Regions from separate parts of the Arabidopsis thaliana genome. Here region 2 is linked to region 1. Evidence: chromatin contacts called from public HiChIP or PLAC-seq data. All regions are on one chromosome and are shown on one strand. Each heading gives the region's core, a stretch centred on a gene start, on an enhancer-like site or on the middle of the called end of the contact. The rest is flanking DNA. Distances are from core to core; before and after follow the strand shown. Region 1 holds the start of AT2G11035 (reverse transcriptase zinc-binding protein). Region 2 holds the start of AT2G11225.

Evidence for each region. HiChIP or PLAC-seq counts read pairs in DNA pulled down with a chosen protein or histone mark.
Region 2: an H3K9ac HiChIP or PLAC-seq map of seedling shows a contact between it and region 1, with 1.8 times the contacts expected there. The contact joins the promoter of AT2G11225 here to the promoter of AT2G11035 in region 1. A contact is called at or near these places in 4 of 26 Hi-C or Micro-C datasets (root and seedling) and 1 of 2 datasets of contacts at active chromatin or transcription factors (seedling).

What each region holds. Positions count from the first base shown.
Region 1 is chr2:4,412,621-4,419,313 of TAIR10.1, reverse strand. AT2G11035 (reverse transcriptase zinc-binding protein) reads right to left here and starts at 2,394. Exons shown (of 4, transcript NM_001335367.1): 1 at 2,140-2,394; 2 at 1,900-2,023; 3 at 867-1,024; 4 at 242-586. The coding sequence starts at 2,394. The coding sequence ends at 242. It also overlaps the pseudogene AT2G11135 and the pseudogene AT2G11140.
Region 2 is chr2:4,475,316-4,482,698 of TAIR10.1, reverse strand. AT2G11225 reads right to left here and starts at 4,275. Exons shown (of 9, transcript NM_001335371.1): 1 at 4,188-4,275; 2 at 3,773-3,828; 3 at 798-836; 4 at 575-650; 5 at 373-473; 6 at 28-120. The coding sequence starts at 4,275. It overlaps AT2G11215, which reads right to left and starts at 4,923. Exons shown (of 1, transcript NM_001335370.1): 1 at 4,831-4,923. The coding sequence starts at 4,923. The coding sequence ends at 4,831. It also overlaps the pseudogene AT2G11240.

The sequences.
Region 1 (6,693 bases), core at 1,145-3,644:
ACACTGACTCTCGATCAATTTTAAGTCAAAATTTTTGAATCAATATTAATCATTACTAAATACTGATTTCTGTTTAGATTCCTAATTAAGTCAATATATACGACAAAAAGTATGAGAATGGAATTATTGTATACTTTTTTTTGTTTACCGGTTTTTTAAAATAAATGGAAGAAAAAATTACAATGAAAGAAGACGAAACTATTACAACCAGAAAGAGAAGAAAGAGGACTAGCAGAGAATGCTAGAAAGAGTAAGAATCAAAAACAGAGAAACCTGCATAAAGAAAAACAGAGCCATAATCTTGATTTAAACCATAGTGAGTCCAACATTGGAGAAGTGAAATTCCACGCTTTAAGTCCAGCTGAATCATTACTTTACACTTGTTAATCATGGTGGACATGACGTCCATTGCGATTGTACCCGAAGAGAGGGAGAGACCATCATGGAATCGGCGATTTCGTTCCTTCCACAATGCATAGATTGCACCTTGCCAACCTTGAAGGAGAGCTAGATTACGATGTTTAGATGTTGAAGCTTTAGGTAGCCAAAGAAGGATTTGATCCCAGAGGAGCGGAGGGGGTGATGTCTGAAGCCGTTGTGTTATCAATCGCCAAACTTCAGCAGAGAAGACACATTCAAATACAAATGATTCCTTGATTCGTGGGTATTAACTTACCTATTGTAATCCGGTTTAGCTTAGATTGTACATTGTAGCTTGGTTTAGTTGGTTTAGGAGAATTGTATATAATCAGCTTTGTAATTACTTTTACATTTGAGAAAATAGAAAATCATTTCACAAAACTCTTTTGTTCTCGACTTCTAATATGGTATCAGAGCATTTCCTCACACAAATCTGGTGATTTCACCTTCGTTTCTACAGTTTCTGTTCCATCTTCACCGATTCTTCCTTCTCTGATCATTGATTGTTCTTCCGCGAGCTCAGTTTGAAGAAAAATGGTGAAGAAAGGTGGAAAAATGAAGACTCGAAGTGCAATGACGGATGATGAAGGTTCAGCTGTCAGATCTGCTCGTGAAGCAACGATCCTTGAAGATCAGAAGCTCATGGCACTGAAACAGCAACTTACTCAACGATCGGATGCTTATGGTGGAAATGGGTCAAATCCGAAGGTTCCTGACAACGTTGATAACCCATTGATTCTCCATTCCTCCGATCATCCAGGTTTATCTATTGTAGCTCATGTTCTTGATGGTAGTAACTATAATAGTTGGTCCATAGCGATGAGAATCAGCCTAGATGCGAAAAACAAGCTGGGTTTTGTTGATGGATCTCTGTTGCGACCTTCTGTTGATGATTCTACTTTTCGAATCTGGAGTAGATGCAATAGTATGGTGAAATCGTGGATTCTTAATGTTGTGAACAAGGAGATTTATGACAGTATACTTTATTATGAAGATGCTGTTGAGATGTGGACTGATCTATTTACTCGGTTTAGGGTGAATAATTTGCCTAGGAAGTATCAGCTGGAACAAGCTGTGATGACACTGAAGCAGGGATCTCTTAATCTATCCACTTACTTTACAAAGAAGAAAACTCTATGGGAACAGTTGTTGAATACTAAAACTCGTAGTGTGAAGAAGTGTGACTGTGATCAAGTGAAGGAGCTGCTTGAAGATGCTGAAACAAGTAGAGTCATTCAGTTTTTGATGGGTTTAAATGATGACTTTAATACTATCATGAGTCAGATTCTTAACATGAAGCCTAGACCTGGACTGAATGAAATTTACAACATGCTTGATCAAGATGAGAGTCAGCGATTGGTTGGACATGCTTCGAAACCTACTCCCTCTCCGGCTGCTTTTCAGACTCAAGGTTTGCTTACTGAACAGAATCCAATATTGATGGCTCAGGGAAACTTCAAGAAACCCAAATGTACTCACTGCAATCGTATTGGTCACACTGTTGACAAGTGTTACAAAGTTCATGGCTATCCTCCGGGACATCCAAGGGCAAATCAACAGAGTTCTTGTGTAGGCAGTACAAATCTAACAAGCATCGATCAGTCTGAAAATCAAGCACCGGTTATGCAGGATGAAATAATGTCTAAAGATCACATCCAACAACTAATCTCTTACCTCAGCACCAAGCTTCAGTCTGCTAGCATCACTTCATGCCCTGACAAAGCCACACAAAAGACAGTCCAACTCAATATCAAAACCCCATGTAGATAAACGATCTAGAGTAGGGTTACGATTGAGTATAAAAAGCCAGGATGTGATAGCATGACGTGGAATGACTGCTTTGTGCCATACAAGAGGAACCCAAGATTGAACTTGATTTGAAATCCTAATAGCATTCCATACAGATTTAGAAGAGAAAGAGAAGTAAGGCCTACCATCAATTGCCCAAACCGGAGTATCATTCGCTGATGACATGGAAATAGTAGAGATAAAAGAGTGGAGAAGAACTTGTCTCTCTGTTCTAGCAGGAGGAAGAGACCAACCATCTATATTTCGTAGTTCAGCCACAGTTGAAAATAGGCCTGGGAGATCGGTTAAATCGGGTTAAACAATTCGGTTTAATCGGTTTTCCGGGTTTTTTGGTTTTTTAAAATTTTGCCGAATTGAACCGAATAAAAATTCGGTTCAGTTTGGTACTCGGTTAATTCAGTTCGGTTAATAAAATTTATAACTCGCCGAATTTGAACCGAAACTGTTTTTAATCGGTTAACCAAATAGTGTTGGATCAAGTTTATGCATAATGGGCTAAGTTTTCTAAAGCCCAACTTTATGTTTTTAGCTTTTATAAGCCCAAAACGTTGTTCTAGGTCAAGTGAAGCCCACTACCCACATCTAGGGTTTTGTTGTTCATTTTGTGAAGATGACGGCAAACGGTTGGAGTGAGATGGAAAAACAAAGGTGAGGTGAAAAAGAAAAAAAACAGAGAAGATGAATCTAGATCTGGCGAGAAGAGATGTAGAGAACCATAAAATTGTTGCCGTTAAAGTCGTCAATGACAGAAGGATTTATGTCGCGACGGCTTTGACAGAAGACACCTACAAAACAAAAAGGTGGAGAAGAAGAACTAAGACAAGGAGAAGAAGAAGAAGGAATACGAAGAAGAATGAAGAAGGATTAGAAGGTCAAAAATAAAAAGTGGTTGAAGAAGAAAAGGAGACAAGAAGCGTTTGTAGAGGAGGAGAGATTAGAAAACAATTTAGAATTTAGTGATAGATTTAGGGTTTTCTATTTTTGTAAGGTATCTCCCTAAACCGAAAAAACCGTTCGGATTTGATGAACCGAACCGTATTATCCGAAGACCAAAATTAATTTAATTTTTGGCCGATCGGTTTAGAACAATAACTCGGTTTGAAACCGAAAACAATAATCGTCGGTTTGTTCAGTTCGGTTTAACCGGTTTCTGCCGAACTCCCAGGCCTAGTTGAAAACAGAGGGATTCCTAAAGGGAAAAATGTTTAAAAAGAATGAACTTTCAAATTTGGGACGAAAAAAACATAAACTTTTAAAATGTCACTTAAATACCAAAGTAATTGTTGACTTTTAAATTAAATAGTTAACTTTTGTTGACTTTGCCATTTTGGACCTAACGTTAAGTCAACTGACGGAAAAATTAACAGTGTTAAGTTTTTCGTTATAAATTCTGTTAACTTATAATCGGCGAAGTTTTAATATTATAAAAATATTAAAAAGTGAAGAATCAAACATAACACCTTTGAGATGAAACGCTGATACTGAACCTACTGAGCTGAGACATCGTATTGATTGTACACAAACTTAGATACATATATAGCTTAAATAAAAGCTCGATAAATGCATCCATGGCATTAACTTCCGATTCGGGCTACATTTCTCTGGGACTCACTCTTAAGATCGCGAATCAAGATCTAAACCACGACGATTAGAAAGAATTGACCATCTTCGCATCTTCTGATCAAGCTTTCTCCAAATTTACTCACCATTTTCGGAGGAGTAATCAATCGACTTCTCTCTTGGAAAGAACTTTTGAAATTGGTTAGGGAAAGATTGATTATGTTCTGCAAACTGTGCTCAATGGGTATGAAATTCACTAGGATGCGGCGAGTTGACGACGGTGAGATACTCGCCTTCTCGGTGACTCCGACAAAGGGGATCAAAACCCTCAATTTTTAATAAGAGTTAATTGCAAAATAGGCATTTGTCTTGGTTATATATTTACTTTAAAGCACTTTTTACATAACTTTCGAAAACAGGTACTTTCCCCTAGTGACAATCATCTATATCCTCCAGTCATTGGCGTCATCTTCTCAGAGGATACGAGTTCGATTCCTGAACTTGTTATAAATTTTTAAAATTTGAAACGATGTCGTTTCATAAGTTAATAGAATTTATAACCAAAGACTTAACTCAGTTAATTTTTCTGTCAATTGACTTAATCTCATAACCAAAAGCAATTTATAACCAAAGACTTAACCCACTTAATTACAAAATCAACAATAACTTTGGTATTTAAGAGACATATCGACATTTTTCCCGATTCCTTAATGAGTAGGCCCATCTGATCCAAGGAAATGGTAAAGAGAATCAAAAGGAGTCCAAGGATCCCACCAAAAGAACGTGGAATCACCATTTCCAATATTGATGCTCAGAAATTGAAGAGTTTTCGAACGAAGCTTGAGTAATTTTCTGAGTAAGCAACATTCTTTTCATTCAGTGCCCACAAAGGAGCTGTAGACAAGTACTTACTTCGTATCCATGCAACCCATAAAGATCTGGCTCTAAAAAACAGCATCCAAAAAAGTTTCATGGCATAAGTCTCATCCCAACTACCAATATGTCTCAATCCAAGTCACCTTCAGATTTAGGGAAACAAACATTATACCATGATACTTTTGCACCTGAAGGTGTATCCAATTTCATAGAAAGGAGCTGCAAAGCCCATTGATCTTTCGAATAACCTGCTTAGGAAGTAAGAAAGCACTAGTCCAAAAACCTATGATGCCCGAGATGACAGAAGAGATCAAAGTTAATCTGCTAGCCAAACTCAGAAACTTGTGAGTCCACGAGTTTAATTTTTTCCTGATTTGAGATAACAAGGGATCACAATCTCGAACCAAAAGCTTTCTTGAGCATAAAGGGAGACCCAAGTACCTAATTGGAAGAGGGGTAGGCTGCAGATTGAATATACCCTTTAAACGGCTCAAGCTATGCTCATTCAAACCAGAACTAAACATAGAGGTTTTCTCAATATTCATTCCCAACCTAGTCATATCCTCAAACGCTGTAAGGACTGACAGAACCCCTCTCAAAGATTGCTTAGAACCCTCTAAGAAGATCAATAAATCATCAGCAAAACACAGATGTGTAAGCCTAAGATCCACACATCCAGGGTGATACTAGAAATATCCTTCTTCTCCTGCTTTATTCAACATATGAGATAACACATTCATTACCACAGAATCGAGGATAATGGGTCTCCCTGCCGTAAACTTGTCCTTCCTTTGAAATAACATGAAGTAACCCCATTTATACTTAATATATCCCTATTTTCATTGATTTTATCTATGATTTAGGGTTAGGATTTTGAGTCTTTATGTTGTTTCTCAAGTCGTTTTAGTGTCTTTTCAAGTACTCTATGTAGTGGGACAACAATGGAGATAAGGAGACATTCAGGAATCAGAGAGAGTGTCGATCGACACTAGTTTTGGCCCAGCAAAGTTGATAACACTGTATTTATCATCATTTAGCTTATTTTAGACACTTAGGCATTTAGGATCATCTTGCATACATATTGCATGTTTTGGTGTGTTTTCAGGTGCAAAAGGAGCTTAAAAGGATTCTACTCGACCCTCTACTGTATCCAACCAGGAGGGAAGCAGCGGAGCAATCTACTCGATCAGTTCACTCGATCCAGGCAGCTACCGAGGAGGCAGAAATTCACTCGACTAGTTTACTCGATCAAGGCAGCTACGAAGGAAGCAACATATCTGTCTACTTGCCCCTCTTACTCGATCCTCTACTCGACCCCTTTACTCGATCAAGGACGACCAACTCTACAAGACTTGTTGATCTATCAAAGCGTTTTCGGATCCTCCTCATTCCTCACTCAACCAGACATCTGAGCATACCGATAGGAGTGGAAGAAGCATCTACTATGTAGACTATAGACCAAGAGATTGGCTAGATTGCTTATTGGCTTTGGTAGATTGTTGCTTAAACCCTGCTCTGCTATGTTTCATCAACGAGAGTTGGGATTAGGAAGTGGTAGAGTTATGGGGGTCTCCGTCACGAGAGTGAATTGACCCGGTTTTTGAATCTATCATCTAGGGTTTCTGCCTTTCACCTGTTAGCCACTTGATGAACCCTAGAGTTGTCCTTATCAATAAATCCATCCTTAGGACTTCAATTCTTCTTATATTTATTTGTATTCACCCCCGTTGTTGTACTTTTATTTATCTGTTATTTGTATCACCTGTTGATTGCATTTTAGTTCTTAATATTGTCACCTGTTGGTTCTACTCGACCCAATTATCGAGTAGGGCTTTTAAGTTCTTATTTTTGTTGTCTGAATCTTGACCTAGGATTGTTACTAGAAACCAACCATCACTATAATCTGACTTGACTTAGTTGCTTCTGTACACATCTTGATTGCAAGCAATACCAGTGGACTAGATTGACACCCCTTGTAGTTGCATCGACATGTTAGTGTTTATGGGGAATTGAACTGAACCTCACTTC
Region 2 (7,383 bases), core at 3,026-5,525, 62 kb before region 1:
TCTCCCTCAAGAGCGCCTTCAAGAAACCCTTCTATTAATCAAAGTCGTTCTCAAGATCTTGGAAAAGTAAGAGGAGTAGACCTCAACTTCTAGAGAACATCTATCTCGCCGAGCTGGACCCTATGAGGAGAGAAGACACAGAAATCCTTTTAACCCTAACAGAAGGAATTTAGGTCGCCATGAGACAGGAGACAAAAGGGGTACCTCAAGATATCAGGATCCTATTAGAGAGGGGCCAAGAAGAGATTCTTCTCAGACTCCTCAATGGAGGGTTAGAGCCACACATAGACTCAGTCCTAGAAATGATAGCTCTGAAACTTCGAGAACAAGACGTCCCCCGTTGGAGAGAAACCTGGATTCTTATGAGGTTACTCCACCACCTCCTCCTCCCATCCCTACTAATGACCAAATCATGGGAGAGCTTAGAGACGTCACTCTGCAATATGTTAGTTGTGCACACCCAACTGAAAGCGCTGCAAGAAAACGAAGAGTTTTTCAAGGAGAAGAAAAAGGACTCATGGCAGAAACAGCTTCTATAATGCTGGAAGCTGCACTCATCTCAAACCAAAATTACCTTGCCTCTGAAGATCTTCCAACACAAGATAATCTCTCTCAGTACCAAGACCTACAAAGTCATCCGGCTGATCAGACTACAAGCTGTGTTGCTCCTGCAAAAAAGAAAAGAGGACGTCCACCTTTAGCTAAACCCCAAAACAAAGCTGCTTTACCATTGCTGGGAGCAAAATCAAGCAAAAGAAAGGGACTTATCCAGAACTCCCCTAAAAGGAAATCCACACCTGAGAAGAATGAAGCTCACATACAAGAATCTGCTGGCCCTAGCAGAACCACGAAAACAAAGCAAAAGCTTCTCCTCCAACCTGGAGCCTCCAACCCTTCCTCAAGTCAACCTACTCCACGAGTAACTATTATACCTGCAAGAGTGAAAGATAAGGTGGATTTTCACCATCTACCAAATCAGATTCCTTAAAAGTTCTGAGCTGGAACTGTTGTGGATTGGGGAGCCCCACAACAGTACAACGGCTGCGTGAGATGCATTCTTCAATCTCACCAGAAATTCTGTTCCTTATGGAAACCAAGAACCCCAATGAGACAACCCTCACCTCTTTAAACTGGATGAATTTTTCTGCACATCACCTTGTTCCCCCGCATAGCCCAGGAGGTGGTGGTCTGGCCCTTCTCTGGAAACATGAAGTAGAAGTGACAATCCTTTATTCCTGCAACAACTTTATTGACACAAAGATTAAGGCGGCGGGTAAACACTTCTTTGCTACTTTCATCTATGGGGAACCAGACAGATCAAAGCGGAAAGCTATATGGGATCAGCTTACCAGTTTAGGGAAAGATAGAAGTGAACCCTGGTATCTTACTGAGAATTCAATTATATCATAGATTCTTCTGAAAAACAAGGAGGACCTGCAAGATATGAAGGAACTTTTGTGGACATTAGATCATTTATGGCGGAATGTGATTTGTATGATTTAAGACATTCAGGGAATTTCTTATCTTGGCGTGGAAAGAGACATGATCATGTTGTGCATTGCAGGCTTGATCGTGCATTGTCCAATGGAGCGTGGGCTGAAGATTATCCTGCTAGTAGATGCATTTACCTTTGCTTTGAAGGGTCAGACCACAGACCACTTCTTACCCACTTTGACCTGTCAAAGAAAAAGAAAAAAGGAGTGTTTCGTTACGATAGGCGTCTAAAAAACAACGATGAAGTCACAGCCCTTGTTCAAGAGGCCTGGAATCTTTATGATACAGACATTGTGGAGGAAAAAATTAGCAGATGTCGTTTGGAAATTGTTAAGTGGTCTAGGGCTAAGCAGCAAAGTAGTCAAAAACTTATTGAGGAAAATCGTCAAAAACTTGAAGAGGCAATGTCTAGTCAAGATCACAATCAAGAGCTGTTATCGACTATCAATACTAATTTGCTCTTAGCATACAAGGCAGAGGAAGAGTATTGGAAGCAGAGAAGCAGACAGTTATGGCTTGCCTTAGGAGATAAAAATTCGGGTTACTTCCATGCCATCACTAGAGGTAGAACGGTGATAAATAAGTTCTCAGTGATAGAAAAGGAGGATGGAGTACCTGAGTATGAAGAGGCAGGGATCCTCAATGTTATCTCCGAGTATTTTCAGAAGCTATTCTCTGCAAATGAAGGAGCTCGAGCTGCAACCATTAAAGAGGCCATTAAACCATTCATCTCTCCTGAACAGAATCGTTCTCTGATTTAATTGCCTTCAGCAGAGGAAATAAAATCTGCTTGTTTTTCTATCCATGCTGACAAAGCACCCGGTCCGGATGGGTTTTCGGCGAGTTTTTTCCAATCAAATTGGATGACTGTGGGTCCTAACATTGTTTTGGAGATCCAATCCTTCTTTTCTTCATCTACCCTTCAGCCAACAATCAACAAAACACATATCACACTGATTCCTAAAATCCAAAGCCTGAAAAGGATGGTAGACTACAGACCTATAGCTTTATGCACAGTTTTCTATAAAATCATTTCAAAGCTGCTGTCTAGGCGTCTGCAACCAATCCTGCAAGAGATAATTTCTGAAAATCAGTCAGCTTTTGTTCCAAAAAGAGCGAGTAATGACAATGTACTAATCACACATGAAGCTCTTCATTACCTCAAATCCTTAGGAGCAGAGAAACGATGCTTTATGGCTGTCAAAACTAACATGAGTAAAGCCTATGACAGAATTGAGTGGGACTTTATCAAACTGGTTATGCAAGAGATGGGGTTTCACCAAACTTGGATAAGCTGGATTTTACAATGTATCACCACAGTTTCATACTCCTTCCTCCTCAATGGCTCTGCTCAAGGTGCAGTTACTCCAGAGAGAGGATTGAGACAAGGGGATCCTCTCTCACCGTTCCTCTTCATAATCTGCAGCGAAGTTCTCTCTGGTTTGTGCAGGAAAGCTCAGCTCGATGGATCTCTTCTCGGATTACGGGTCTCTAAAGGCAATCCTAGAGTTAATCATCTTCTTTTTGCAGATGATACGATATTTTTCTGCCGCTCTGATCTCAAAAGTTGTAAGACTTTCTTGTGCATTCTCAAGAAATATGAAGAGGCATCTGGTCAAATGATCAATAAATCAAAATCAGCAATCACTTTTTCAAGGAAAACCCCTGATCATATCAAAACAGAAGCTCAACAAATACTTGGAATTCAGCTGGTTGGAGGACTAGGGAAATATCTGGGCTTACCTAAGATGTTTGGTAGAAAGAAGAGAGATCTCTTCAATCAGATTGTTGATAGAATACGGCAGCGATCTTTGAGTTGGTCTTCTCGGTTCTTATCCACTGCGGGCAAAACCACAATGTTGAAGTCTGTACTAGCATCGATGCCTACCTATACCATGTCCTGCTTCAAACTTCTTGTCTCTCTTTGTAAGAGAATCCAATCAGCCCTCACTCATTTTTGGTGGGACTCTTCTGCAGATAAAAAGAAGATGTGTTGGATAGCCTGGTCAAAAATGGCAAAGAACAAGAAGGAGGGTGGACTTGGTTTCAAAGATATTACAAATTTTAATGATGCCTTGCTTGCAAAGTTGAGTTGGCGTATTGTGCAATCTCCATCGTGTGTTTTGGTTAGAATTCTGCTAGGAAAGTATTGTCGAACCTCGTCCTTCCTAGACTGCTCAGTCACTGCTGCTTCTTCTCACGGTTGGAGAGGCATTTGTACGGGCAAAGATCTAATCAAATCTCAGCTGGGGAAAGTGATTGGATCGGGCTTGGATACTTTGGTTTGGAACGAACCGTGGCTATCTCTTTCAACCTCCTCAACTCCAATGGGTCCTGCACTTGAACAATTCAAATCAATGACAGTAGCTCAGCTTATTTGTCAAACCACAAAGTCTTGGGATAGAGAGAAAGTAAGATTGTTACTTCCCAGCTATGAAAAGGAGATCTTCCTTCTAAGACCCAGCAAATTTGGAGCCAGAGATCGATATGTTTGGTTACCTAATAAGACTAGAGACTACTCGGTCAAGACAGGGTATCACGCAGCTGATGCTCTTTCTCACCAAGGTACTCAACTAGAAGAACCTCCATTGGACTTTAACTGAAATAAGGAGATATGGACCAAACACTGCCCCCCAAAATTGAAAATTTTCCTCTGGAAAGCCATGAAGAATGCTCTCCCAGTTGGTGAAAACCTGAGGCTGCGTGGTATAAATCCGCTTGCTCTCTGTCCTCACTGCGACGAGGCTGAATCAATTCTCCATCTGCTTTTCCTCTGCCCATTTGCTTCTAAGGTCTGGGATCTTTCTCCTTTCAAAACCACGCTTCAAGCTTCCCGGATCACAAGTATGAAACAGGGTTTGGAAGTCTCAAAGCTCCTCGTTACCCTTCCACCAATCGGAATTGGACAAGGACAACTTCCCATTTGGATCTTGTGGAACCTATGGAATTGCAGGAACAAGCTAATTTTTGAGCAAAAACACATCTCGAGTATGGATCTCATATCCCAATCTATTTCTCAATCCACAGAATGGTTAGGAGCTCAGATCCAAGCATCGAAATCTAAGATCGTGATTCCAGGTATATCTCCCTCAGAGATCGATTTAGACACGATTCAATGTTCTACAGATGCTTCGTGGAGAGAAGAGACCTTACAGGCTGGTTTCGGTTGGGTTTTTGTGGACCATTCGAACCATTTGGAATCCCATCATAAAGCTGCAGCGATGAACATCAGATCTCCCTTATTGGCAAAAGCATCGGCTCTCTCTCTCGCTATCCAACACGCAGCAGATCTTGGATTCAAAAAACTTGTTGTAGCTTCAGACTCGCAGCAGCTAGTCAAAGTACTAAATGGTGAGCCTCATCCAATGGAGCTCCATGGGATAGTCTTCGACATCTCAGTTCTCTCCCTAAACTTTGAAGAAAATTCATTTTCTTTTGTTAAGAGAGAAAACAATTCTAAAGCCGATGCACTTGCTAAGGCCGCTTTGCTTTTAATTCCAGCTGTACCGGTTCTCAATTAATGAAAACCAACTATTTGACAAAAAAAAAATAAAAAAATTCAGAGGCTACCACGTAGACGTTTCTTAAACACAAGACAACAGCTAAACTTTTTTTTTTTTTGGTCAAAAGAAAACACCTACACTAAGGTGCGTACTTTGCTTAATTATATTTTTCGGATTTAGTTTTTGGTTTATCTTTTTAAGGATTTACTCTAATTAAACTGCTATAATTTGTTTGACTTATTTGTATCTCTAATTAAACTGATATAATTTGTCTCTGATTCTAATTTGCCGGCTCCAGAGCAAAAGACTATCAAGAAGACTAATTGAACATTTGAAATCAATAGTTGAAGAAGCTTGATTTTATATACAAGCTGATAAGGCAGTTGAATTTAAACTTTCTATCTTTGCAATTGGACGACATAAGTTTCTTTTTAAGGGCTATTATAGTTCTCATAGAGGATATTTATGGTTACCTCTCATTCTCAGAATTTCAATTCAAATCCTTATTAATATGAATGAAAGTGGACAAAGTTTTATAGATTCTGCATATTACACATGCTTAACAAAATAAGCTACTCTCAATGGAGTAAATTAGTCAATTACCTGTAACTTGATGACTTTAACGGCATGTTAAAAGTATGATCAACGAAGTCCATATTCGTAAACCTGCGATTATTTACCAAACATTCATAGGACTATATAAAGTTTCAACATTAGATTAAGTACAAACTGACAAATAGACTGTGCCTAATCCGTTACCGATAAATCAAGGAGATTAAATTTGAATTGTAGAATTTTAGACAATAAAATATTAACTAAATAAGATATCAAATAAAATATTTTATATTATTATAGTAGATTTCAAAAAAATTAATAATTAATAATCAACAATGAACAAACATGATTCTCTTCTTTAACAATTTTTTTTGTAGAATCATTGAATCATGCAATAATAATTAGAGAAACAAATGATAAGCATGATTCTCTTCTTTACTGAATCATTGAAATGATGCTTTTACCGATTGATACCATAATCATCGATCGACAAATATTGTTTTATTTCAATAATAGAAAAATAAATATTGTGAACCATGTAAGTAAACATGGTTCTAAAAAAAATGTAAGAATCTCTATATCTACCTTTTAGAGCGTGTTGATAACGTGTTATGACTAGAGAAAGAGATAGAAGAAAAATGAGTGTGTTATTCCATTGAATAAAGAGTCCTTTATATAGGAGTACAAGGGAAGGCTAAAACCCTAGAGACATCTAGATGATGGACCTAGATGAAGAGCCTTATAATGGGCATCCATCTATTATTTATTACATTGTGGTTCTTTTTTAAATGGTCGTCCTTTTTTCTATTTAATTTTGTCAAAACAGTTTGTAAAACATAAGCAATGATTTTAAGTTTATCATCATACTAGATTTTGACCCGCACATATGTGCGGGGTTTCATATTTTAAGAAATAACTATAATACATTTTTGGTGAAAGATATTGTAGTGTATAAATTATAATGTGCATAGAAAAGTGTATAATGTTATTTATGATACAATAGCTAAATTTTTTAATTAATTTATATTTTTTATATTTTTCGTATTTTGCATAATAAATTGAATATTAGATTTGTTTCGATTTGCGGAATAATATAGAGATATTTGGAAAATCTGTGTATTTTTGTTAGTTTGATGTATATACAAATTAATTGTTTTGTTTGAAATTTGATCAATTAGATGATATAGCGTGAAATTTACTTTGAGGTACACCATTAGTTGATTTTTTTGTAACTAAAAATTCAAATTTTAAGTTTATAGTTGTTTTGTAAATATTGTTTCTTTTGTTTAGTGTTTGAGATAGGATAATTGTGTTAAAATTGTTAATTCTAAGATTTCACTCGTAGATTATCATCCCGTATGAATATCAAACCAAACTCGTTCCACCAGATAACTTCATTTCGTAAAATTAAATATTATTTTTGTTATTTTTAATATTCTTATTGTAATATGTTAAAAAATCGAGGGATTAACTTGTGGTAGATCTTGGATTAATATATTTAAAAATAATTTTTGATTTATAACTTTATGATATTGTAGTATATAAAACCAATTTTTAGTGTATACCTTTCAATAATTGTATAAAGTATATTTTAAAAGTCAAAATTTGTATAAATTGATATTGCAACCTCATGAAATCGTAGTGATTTACCCGTAGGGTACCACATGCTAATTGTTTTTTTTTTTTTTTAATAAACTGATAAATTTGTTGATTTTAGTTAAAAATAAAAAATAAATTAAGTTATATTTGTTTTGTTTATTGTTTCAGATTGTATAACTATATTTTAATTGTTAATTCCATGATTTTATCTGTGGTATAATATTGACCAACA